Regions from separate parts of the Mus musculus genome. Here region 1 is linked to region 2. Evidence: chromatin contacts called from public promoter capture Hi-C data. All regions are on one chromosome and are shown on one strand. The core of a region is the stretch at or near the end of the contact, and the rest is flanking DNA. Distances in the headings are between cores, read along the strand shown. Region 1 holds the start of Tut4 (terminal uridylyl transferase 4). Region 2 holds the start of Tmem59 (transmembrane protein 59).

Evidence for each region. Promoter capture Hi-C pulls out the DNA fragments that hold promoters and counts their contacts.
Region 1: a promoter capture Hi-C map of liver shows a contact between it and region 2, with 4 times the contacts expected there. The contact joins the promoter of Tut4 here to the promoter of Tmem59 in region 2. A contact is called at or near these places in 3 of 39 promoter capture datasets (cranial neural crest, liver and pre-B cells) and 1 of 115 datasets of contacts at active chromatin or transcription factors (pancreatic cancer cells).

What each region holds. Positions count from the first base shown.
Region 1 is chr4:108,456,110-108,460,814 of GRCm38.p6, forward strand. It overlaps Tut4 (terminal uridylyl transferase 4), which reads left to right and starts at 3,301. Exons shown (of 31, transcript NM_175472.4): 1 at 3,301-3,530; 2 at 3,908-4,091.
Region 2 is chr4:107,176,546-107,181,351 of GRCm38.p6, forward strand. Tmem59 (transmembrane protein 59) reads left to right here and starts at 2,085. Exons shown (of 8, transcript NM_029565.3): 1 at 2,085-2,372. The coding sequence starts at 2,184. Tceanc2 (transcription elongation factor A (SII) N-terminal and central domain containing 2) reads right to left here and starts at 1,821. Exons shown (of 5, transcript NM_025617.2): 1 at 1,693-1,821; 2 at 1,020-1,159. The coding sequence starts at 1,118.

The sequences.
Region 1 (4,705 bases), core at 2,051-4,550, 1.3 Mb after region 2:
AAGATCAGTAGCATTAAAGGAAGTGGTTTTCTGCTAGGGCTGTTAGAAATGCCCGAGCCTAGTCCTATTTCTGGATGGAGCTAGGAAAGCCTGTTCTCTTACATAATTTTCTGCCACCATGTGACACTATGTCTCACCTCAACAGAGGCCTAAACCATCATCAGATCTTGAACTTTGAACCTCAAAATTGTGAGCCAAGTAACCCCCTTCCCCCAGAGATAGAGAGTAAACACCGGGACTTTGAGCATACTGGGCAAGCAGTCTGATATTGAACTACACTCCAAACCCTAAACCTCCTTTCTACATAAGTAAGCTACTTCTGGTATGTCATTTTATTAATAGAAGCTGAATAACATAGCCCCATTATCTAAGAAGATAACAGATAAAAGTATCGGTTCACTAGATAATTCTACTTCTCATTTTGTAGACAGAATCAAACTTTAGCTGGAAGAAAATTTCACCTTTTAGGATGAAGCAGAGTTCCTGGGACATCTAGATGGGAAGTCTAAATTTAAGGCCTTAACTACAACCATGGGACTGTTCCTGAAAGTATTACAGGTTCTCTGAGTATTTTCACAGAGCAGCCTGGGATTTGTAATTTTTTCAGTACTCTGTAGTTCAAAGCAAAGAACATAGACCTGGCATTCAGGTTCTGTCTTTGATATATTTAATGAATGCTGGCATTGGTTAAACCCTGTATTTCCTCATTCTTCCTGTCAGAATACCAGAATTATCTAGTTGTAATGATAAATAGGAGTATGGCAGCCCAAGCATTCAACTCAGCAAATATGGAGGCAGTGCAATACAAATATAAGTATTTGTGCTTAAGATTATAATCTATTGGTGACCGACAGGTAAAATAATTGGGATCCAGAGATTGGAGAGAGTGTGATGTTTGTGTGATCAGATTTAGTAAAGGACACAAGAATAAAGGGGTACGGCAGTACATACCTGTGATCCTAAGACTTGGAGTTCAAGGTCATCCTCAGCTACATGGCTAGCTGGAGGCCAGCTTGAGCTACCAGAGAGCCCGTCTTAAGCAATAACAACAACTAAATAAGAGTTGGATCTTGAAAAATAGGAAAAGGGAGTTATCTGGAGACACAGGACTTTCTCATCTGGCTGAAGCTTTCTTGTAGACTCAATATTTTCATACTGTAGACTAAATGTTGTCTGCTGAATCATAAACATGTGTTTGGCACAAAACAGGTAATCCTTGAAGGTCTAGGGTCTATCTCTTCTGATGGAGGCTCGCCCACATAGAATTTATCACATTCTCTAGTGTATTTGCCTAACTCTTTGTTAATATGCTCTATTTTTTTTTTTTTTTGAGACAGGGTTTCTCTGTATAGTCATATGCTCTATTGACTACAGGTTAATAAAACTACCTTCCTTGCTCAACAGTGAGATTTCTGAACAGCAGTCTGTGTAGTTTGTCTAGGCACTGAACTATGATTTGCTTATACTAAGTAATCAGGAGTTCAGTTGAATTTGGTCCAATGACATTAATATCAGTGAGGAGCGTGTTGGTAATCCTTTTAAGTGTGTCTATCAGCTTTACGTTTTCATTATTCTCTTTCCAGCACTGAGGATCAGACTCGGAGCCCTTTACATGCTAGGCAAGTACTGTTACATTGAGCTGCTATCTGCCCAAATCCTGGTTTTTTGAGACAAGGTCTTACTTGGTAGCCCTGGCTGCTTTGTAACTCCTTTTCATATTGGCCAAAAATTCAAAAGATCCACCTACTCCCGCCTTCCTATCCCCTGCTGGGATTAATGGTGTACTCCACCACTCCACCATACAAGTCGTTTATTTATTTAAACATTTTATTAATTCTTTGTGAATTTCACATCATATGCCCCCACCCCACTCTTCTCCCCATTCCTTCATATCTGTCCTCTGCTCTTCCAATCTCCCCCAAACACCACAAAGAAAGAAAGAAGGAAAAGAAACAAAAAAGCCAAAACAAAAAAATGAACATGTTATTGTGGAAGCTATAAGTCTATTTTTTATTTTTAAAGAGATCAAGGCAAAGACAGGCGGCTTTCTGAGTTCGAGGCCAGCCTGGGCTACAGAGTCTGGCTTTGACCTGGTGATCATCCTGCCCCAGCTTCCAGAATGCTGATATTACAGCTGTAATCTACCACACCTAACATTCGGTTTTCACTTTCATTTCCTCTTCTGTTCTTTACCTTATCTCTCTGAAGTTTGGACACATTTAAAAATGTTTCAGATGAGGCAACTCTGGATTTTTTATTAGTTTGATAATCGCCCCAAGCTGGAAGGGTTGACTGGCTACCCTCTATCCACAGCTCCTGGGTCTGCTGGAGTCAGAGACAGGGGGAAGGGGATTGTCAGAGCATATTTTCTCCTCTGCAAATGGAAGCCATAGTATCTATTGTCACAAGATCATTATGAAGATTAGGTGGTTAAGTGTATGAAGCCTCCTCAGCTCGATGCCTAGAAGTAAGTTGGCAATGCTTGGTCCCTTCTCACTAAGCTTGTTCAGCTTTGGGGATTCTGACGGACATATCATGTGAGAGGTGTTTAGTTCTGGGATGTAGCAGGAAGTCGATGAACTCTGCAGAGACAATTGCCTCTCTGTAGCCTCTTAGCAGCTCTGGTCTGTGAGTCACAAGAAAATTTGTCATTACCTTGTAAATATTTAAGATTCAGCTGCTTCCCTTTATAAAACCCCACGTTTAGTGCCATACACTTTTTCTGCCTAGTAAATATCCACCTCAAGGACTGCAGTTGTGTGATTTGACCAGCTCTGAGTGAAGTAGGAGACTGGTCAAATAATAATCTCGAGGCTTGAGGGCGGGGGGGGGGGGTGTCATTAAAATAAACTAACAAAGCCTTCTAGTCTTCCATGAGTGTAAATTTAAATGAGAGGAAGCTAACACATTTAAAAAAAAAAAAGGAGGAAGGAGGGAAGCCGTTCTTGGTAGTTGTTTCTATGCCCACCTGAAACTAAAGAAATGGTTTTCGAACTATTTCTCAAGATTTCTCTGCTTTGTTAGTCCTGAGGTGATGCAAAACTGGACTGGATGCAAGGGTGAAGGGGTGGGGGGCTCCCTCCTGCTAGCTGCTCGACAGTGCTCAGAAGTCAGGAATGGTCGCGGAGGATTCAAGAAATGCGTGGGCTGTCGGACAGTGACAAGCCCGAGCCTGCACATCTACGGCCTCTCCCTGGGGCACAGCTAGGCAACCTGCCCCCTTTCCCGCCCGGGGGCCTCAGGCAAGGCGCCCGCAGCCAGGGAGCCTGACGTGAGAAGCGCGACGGTGCACGCGACCCTAAGCTCGCCGGCGTCCTCGCGCCGCTTCCCGGCGTCGGCGTGCTGGACCGCAGGACCCTCTCTCTCTCTTTCTCTCTCCCTGCAGGCCCGCTCCAGCCAGCGAGCCGCGGGTAGCTCCGACCCTTTCCCTCCCTCCCTCCCTTCCTCTCTCCCTCGGGGGCCCGCCCGCCCCCAGCTCGGGCGCCGATCGGAGCCCGCGCGCGCTCGCCCGCTCTCCCTCCTCAGCGCGGGTGTGTGCGCGCCGTCCTCCCACCTCCATCCCCTCCTCATTGTTTCCGGGCGACCGCCACGAGCCCCGGAACGAAGCCCCTCCCCCCACGCCCCCCGGTCTACCCCCTCCTCCGCCGAGGTTTGACGGGTGCTTGGGGGGGATCCCCAGAATTAAAGAAGAGGGAGCCCCTGAACCCAGCTCTGGGAGGCTCTGCTCCCCGCCTCCGAGGCTATCTCCTCCCATCCCAATCGGGATCCCAGGCTGGGGAGAGCCTCCGACTCCCCTCCCCCCTCGGCCGGGCGCCACTCTCCCTCAGCCCCCTCCCCTCAGCGGGTCCTCCTCTTTCTCTCGCTCCCTCCTCCTCCCCCTCCCCGTCCCTTCCCCCCCACAATGCAGTTCGCGGCGCGGCGGACATGGCGGTGGAGTCCTGAGCTCGTCGTGTCCTGGCCTCCATCGGCGGCGGCGACGGCGGCGGCGGCGACGGCGACGGGGGCGGCAGCGGCGGCGGGAGGCGGAGGGGGAGCCGGAGCCTCTGAGATGAGGAGGCGTCGCGCGCGCCTGTAGCTCGCGGGCTTCTCAGGTACGGGGCTGCGGGCCGCCGCGCTGCGCGGGCTGCCGAGGGGGTGTGCTCGGCCGCTGAGCCCGGGGGCCCCCAGCTTGTCCCCTTCAGGTGCGGCGCCTCGCAGGTGTCCGCGCCGCCGGAGCGCGTCTCCGCCGCCCCCTCGGGGCCTGGCACTTCCTCCTGGGCTGGAACTGGCTTCTGGTGTCCCAGGGGAAAGCCGAGGGAAGGAGGGAAGTCGAGAAGGCGGCCTGGGCGGCCTGAGGAGGGCTTTGGGGGGCCGACCTTAGGGAAAGCTGGGGCGCCCGTCCGGCCACCGAAACCTGTTGTAGACGGGGTAGGAGTATCTGAGTTAACGGGATTGGTCTAGCCTTCGCTTAGATCCAGTGCGTGTTTGTCTGTATTGTGTGCCTTTCTTTCACCCTGTGTATGTGTATGTATATATACACTTGTAAACACACACACACACAGCGTGTCCTCCCCGCCATCCCCCGGGCTTGTCCTTGTCGGGAGGGAGCAGAGGTAGGTTTGTGTGGATTTCGTTTCCTGCTCACCCGCCGTCTCTGTCCCCCGCCCCCCAGTCGAGAGGTGCTGGTACTGCGCGCTTTTGACGTGGGTAACTGTGAGATTCGTAT
Region 2 (4,806 bases), core at 835-3,334:
TGAGTCTCACAGGTCATTTGGAGAAAGAGAGACACTGCAGGACATATTAAGGCCTTGCTGGCAGGAGGAGGTCCAGCCTCTGTGGACCGAACCACAAAAAGCCATGCAAAAGCAAAAACAACAGGGCTGGAGAGATGTTTTGTGAAGGAAAACATCACACCCCTGCAAGTTTAGCCTTTATAGTGTACTGTTTGCAATGCTCAATAATGCAGGATGTTCTAAGTGTCCCAGAATTGTCTTGTGACCAAAGGCTGTACAGCTCCTTCAGAAAAACAAGTCTATAGCTAACAGAAAACAATCGCTGTCAGCTTGATTTCTTAAAGGTCCAAGTACTTCTAGAACACAGCCACTCATTCTGATGTTTACCCTAGACAGAGTGAACAACAGCTATTTCATCCTAATGTTTTCCCTAGATCCAATGATTCTACTAGAATTCCTGCCACATACTGCTCTTGCAGAGGACTTTAGTTCAGTTTCCAGGACCTCAAATTTCTACTTTAGGTAGTGCACAATCACTATCACTACAGCTCCAAAGAGAGCCAAAGCCACTAGTGACCATATCCACACACAGACACAGACACACATAAGAATAAATCTTGGCCAGGAATAGTAGCACAAGCCTTTAATTCCAGCTCTTGAGAGGTTGAGGCAGGGGGATTTCTGAGTTCTAGGTCAGCTTGGTCTACAGGTGAGTTCCAGGACAGTCAGGGCTACACAGTGAAACCCTGTCTTGAAAACCAAAATAAATAAATAAAAATTCATCTTAAAAAGAAAAAACTTAACAAAGGGGGGTAGTGATCCTGTCAGCTAGCAACCATACCCTAAAGCCAGAATTGGATTAATTCAGGGTAGCAGAGGTACAGGAACTGATAAAAGTCTGTACAGGGTATGTAAGAAAGAAAAATGGTCCCTGAAGGGTGCTTAACAAAAAGTCATGATTCCCTACAATGGAACCTGTTGGCCCTATCTCTTTATGACAGTCCTGTGCACATTTTCTCTGACCCCACATTCCTTCTCACCTTCAACGACTCAATCGTGGCTTGCTTGTAAACCTTTTCTCCGAGTTTCTTCTTCGGGCTATTCTGGATCCTAGGCGTTCGAATGACGAATTTATCCATTGCTGGGGGCTCCGCCTACCTTCAGGTGCTTGAGGAGTATTCTATTCAAGAAACAGGGTGAAACTTTATTAAGGTTGAGATGTGTATTCCCAGAAGTGACACGACTGGATTTTCTAAACACGTCTGAATTATGAAGGCTTTTGGATGGTATTTACAGGAAATAAGACTTCTTCTCGAAAGAGGAAATCTCTTCTGAAACTATAATTAAGTTTACTTCCTGGGTTAAGTTCCTAAGATCCAGAGGGGCATGCTAGGGAGGGAGTTGGATTCCACTACCCGGGGTAATGGGGTGACTTCTGAAATCCTTTTCCAGTTCAGGTTGAGTTGTGATGAAGTTAGGGTTCCACTGGGCTCAGTGAACCCCTCTTTACACCCACTCCGCGGCAGCCCCAATCCTAAGAATTACTCTAAGGCCCACAACAACCATCTCCAGACCCCGGCGCAATACAGAAGCTGCTTCAGAAACCAGTGTTGTGTGTCAGAGAATCCCAACCCTTCCACGAGCAAGGCCTTGGCCCCAGCACTAGGAGGCCTGGAAAGGGCTTATCCAATCAGAGCTCGACGTGAGACCCACCGGGAAAATCAGCCTGCCTACGCTGTTTGGTCTCTTGACTCCTCGGGACCTCCACCCGGGCCGCGCGTTGTAACTATTTGTACACTTCTTCCGGGGCCCAGTTCCTCGCTGGTGACCCGCAGGAACTACACTTCCCAGAACGCACTGCGAGGCGTGCGGAAGCTGTGGTTGAGGGAAGCAACACCCCTCAGCTCGCTCCAAGCCGCCGAGAACTACTGGCCCCAGTCGGCCTGGCACGGAGAAAGGGGCAGGCGCGGCTCTGAGCCCAAGGCTGAGATGGTCGGCCGGGTCCCCAAGCCCGCCCACGAGAGGTTTTCCGTCCCAGAGACCGGCCAGGAGGCAGCCGATTGGGCGGACCGGGGCGGGGCCGAGGAGCTCTCGGAGGCGGAAGCGCGGGCCGGAGGGGCGGGGAAAGGGGCTGGCCCGGAAGAAGGAGAAAGCCTGAAAAGAAAACAGCAACAATTCGAGCTGCTGTGACAGAGGGGAACAAGATGGCGGCGCCAAAGGGGAAGCTTTGGGTCCAGGCCCAACTGGGGCTCCCGCCGCTGCTGCTGTTGACTATGGCGCTGGCCGGAGGCTCGGGGACTGCAGCGGCCGAAGCCTTTGACTCGGTCCTGGGAGACACAGCGTCCTGTCACCGGGCCTGTCAGCTGACCTACCCCTTGCACACCTACCCGAAGGTAGGCAGGGCCCATCCGTCCCGAGTTCCCCTCATCCCTCGGTGCCCCAGCTCGCGTCGTTCCACCTCGGGGTCAGCGCCGGGGCCCTAGTGGTGAAGCTGTGCTTCAGCCGCTGCCCACTCGGTGCAGCTGCAGTTTTCCTTGCTCCTGCGGAAATTGCCGGAAGTTTGTGCTGCAGGTCTCGGCGATAGGCTGGGGGTTGGGGGGGGGGACACAAATGTGCGGAATCGGCGAGCCCTTGGGAGCCCGCGGGACCGCCAGGGAGGCGATCGCTTGCTAGGGTAGATGGAGGATGAACGCGAGGTCCTGACCTAACTAGCAGCGCGGGGGTGGGGAGGATGGCGCGGACGCAGGCGTGCACAAAATAGTGCCTTCCAGTCTGGGTTGATGGCGCGCCTCTCTGGGACGAAGCGCGTTGTGTTCCCCGAGTCGGAGAAAGCTTGACAATTCCTTTGCGGTCTGAAGTGTGAAGTCAGCCTCAGTAGTTACCAGACACCGTGGAAGGGAGGACTTCCTGTCTGTGTTGAGTGTGTGTGAGACGCTGCCGCAAGGGACTGGATGCCTTTGTGAGGCGGCGGTTGGGGGGGGGGGGGTCTGTCTTCAAAAAACAATAAAGTAAAATAAACGTCACTCAGTGCAGAAGATAAGGAATCGTGGAGTGGATCAGGAAATTCTACTGTCCTACGGAAAACCTATACTGTGTAGCTAGAGGAGAGACCGATCCCTAACCCTGGTCCCTGCCCGCAGCCGCTGCCTAGCCTTTAATTCTGCCTTCTTAAGTTGTTTTCCAGTTTCTTATGAATTCTGTTTACTCAACATTCTAAATTGCTTGGTGGTTCTCCCCACTCATTTTCCATATATAATTAGGGTTTATGCCCCTCCCCACCTGGCTTTGTAAGGGCTTTCGCTGATGCGCGTGGTTTTTTTTTTTTTTTTTTTTGGCCTTGTCTTCTGTATGCTATTTGCTTAACCATTGTGGCTCTCCCTCTTTGCCTTCTAAAGGTACAAAGTGACTAGAATGGCAGTCCCAGTGACTTTAGAATGTTCCATATTGACAAGTGCTTTCCTGTCTTTGATATTAAAAAGTGTAAATTCTGTACCTTCAAGCATTTTGTCCCCCTTACCCATCTGAGGGTCATCAATTACAAGCAAAACATAAACGGCGCCACAAGATTGTACTGAGATTAGCCTTAAATTTTCTTTCTTTTGGTTTTTCGAGACAGGGTTTCTCTGTGTAGCCCTGGCTGTCCTGGAACTCACTCTGTAGACCAGGCTGGCCTCAAACTCAGAAATCCTCCTGCCTCTGCCTCCCAAGTGCAGGGATTAAAGGCTTGCAGCACCGGCTAGCCTTAAAATTTCTAAGTTAGAAATTAATAAATAGTTGGGAGAAATGAAGAGCTGGGATGGTCATGGACACCTGTAAATTACAGCCTGCTGGAGGCTGAGGTCAGGGGTCACGGGTGTAAGGCTTGCCTTGCTCACCTCAGGGAGTAAGAGGAATTCTTTAGATGTCAGTCAGTAAAGCTTGCATCATCAAAAGATTCTACCCGAACCAATTGGCCAAGAATTAGGCTGAGGTTTGCTTTATGTTATGTTAATGTTTGGTTCCCTCTTTTAAGGCTTTCCTAGGAAATTTGTAGAGTAAGACAGAATACTGGGGACATAAATAATTTGAAAGATACGGATACCAGGAATCTTTGGATATTTCTTGGATGTGTTTGTGTTTGAGACAGGATTTGCCTACAGTTCAGGTTGGTTGTTCAGTCTCAGCCTTCCTGCCTCAGGTTCCTCGGTGCTGCTGGGGCTATACACACGCACCATGCCAATCAGATGCCTTAGGCATTATAATATTCACTAGTTGCTAATAATTGATGTGATATTGATAAGTCATTTTCACTAATTTATTAATGCTGTTCTTAACCAGAACTCCAAATCATTGGCTCCCTGTCTGTCCTGGACTTAAATTTGTTTTGTTTCTGAGGTAGGATCTCTGGTAGGATCCTTGCCTCACCCTCTGAATTCTAGGAATACCTGCATATTTTAGACTGTTTGTTTGAGACACTGTCTTGACATACAGTCCAAGATGGCCTCCAGCTAACTCTGTTCTCTTCCCTCTATCAGTAAATGTCAAGGGCTAAGATTATAGTCTTGTCTGCTGCACCCAGCTCAAAATTTACTCTCCTACTGGGCATGGTGGTGCACACCTTTAATCTCAGCACTCAGGAGGCAGAGGTAGGCAGATCTCTGAGTTGAGGCCAGTCTGGTAGTTCCAGGACTGTTAGGGCTACACAGAGAAATTCTGTCACAAAAACAAGAAAAAAGGAAAATTTGAGAAAACAAAAAAAAAAAACGAGTAAAAAGGTAAGTGCTTAGCCAAGATCCTATAACTAAGAAGTAGTGAAGTAGAAATCGAGTCTTCAAGCTGGCTGCCCTA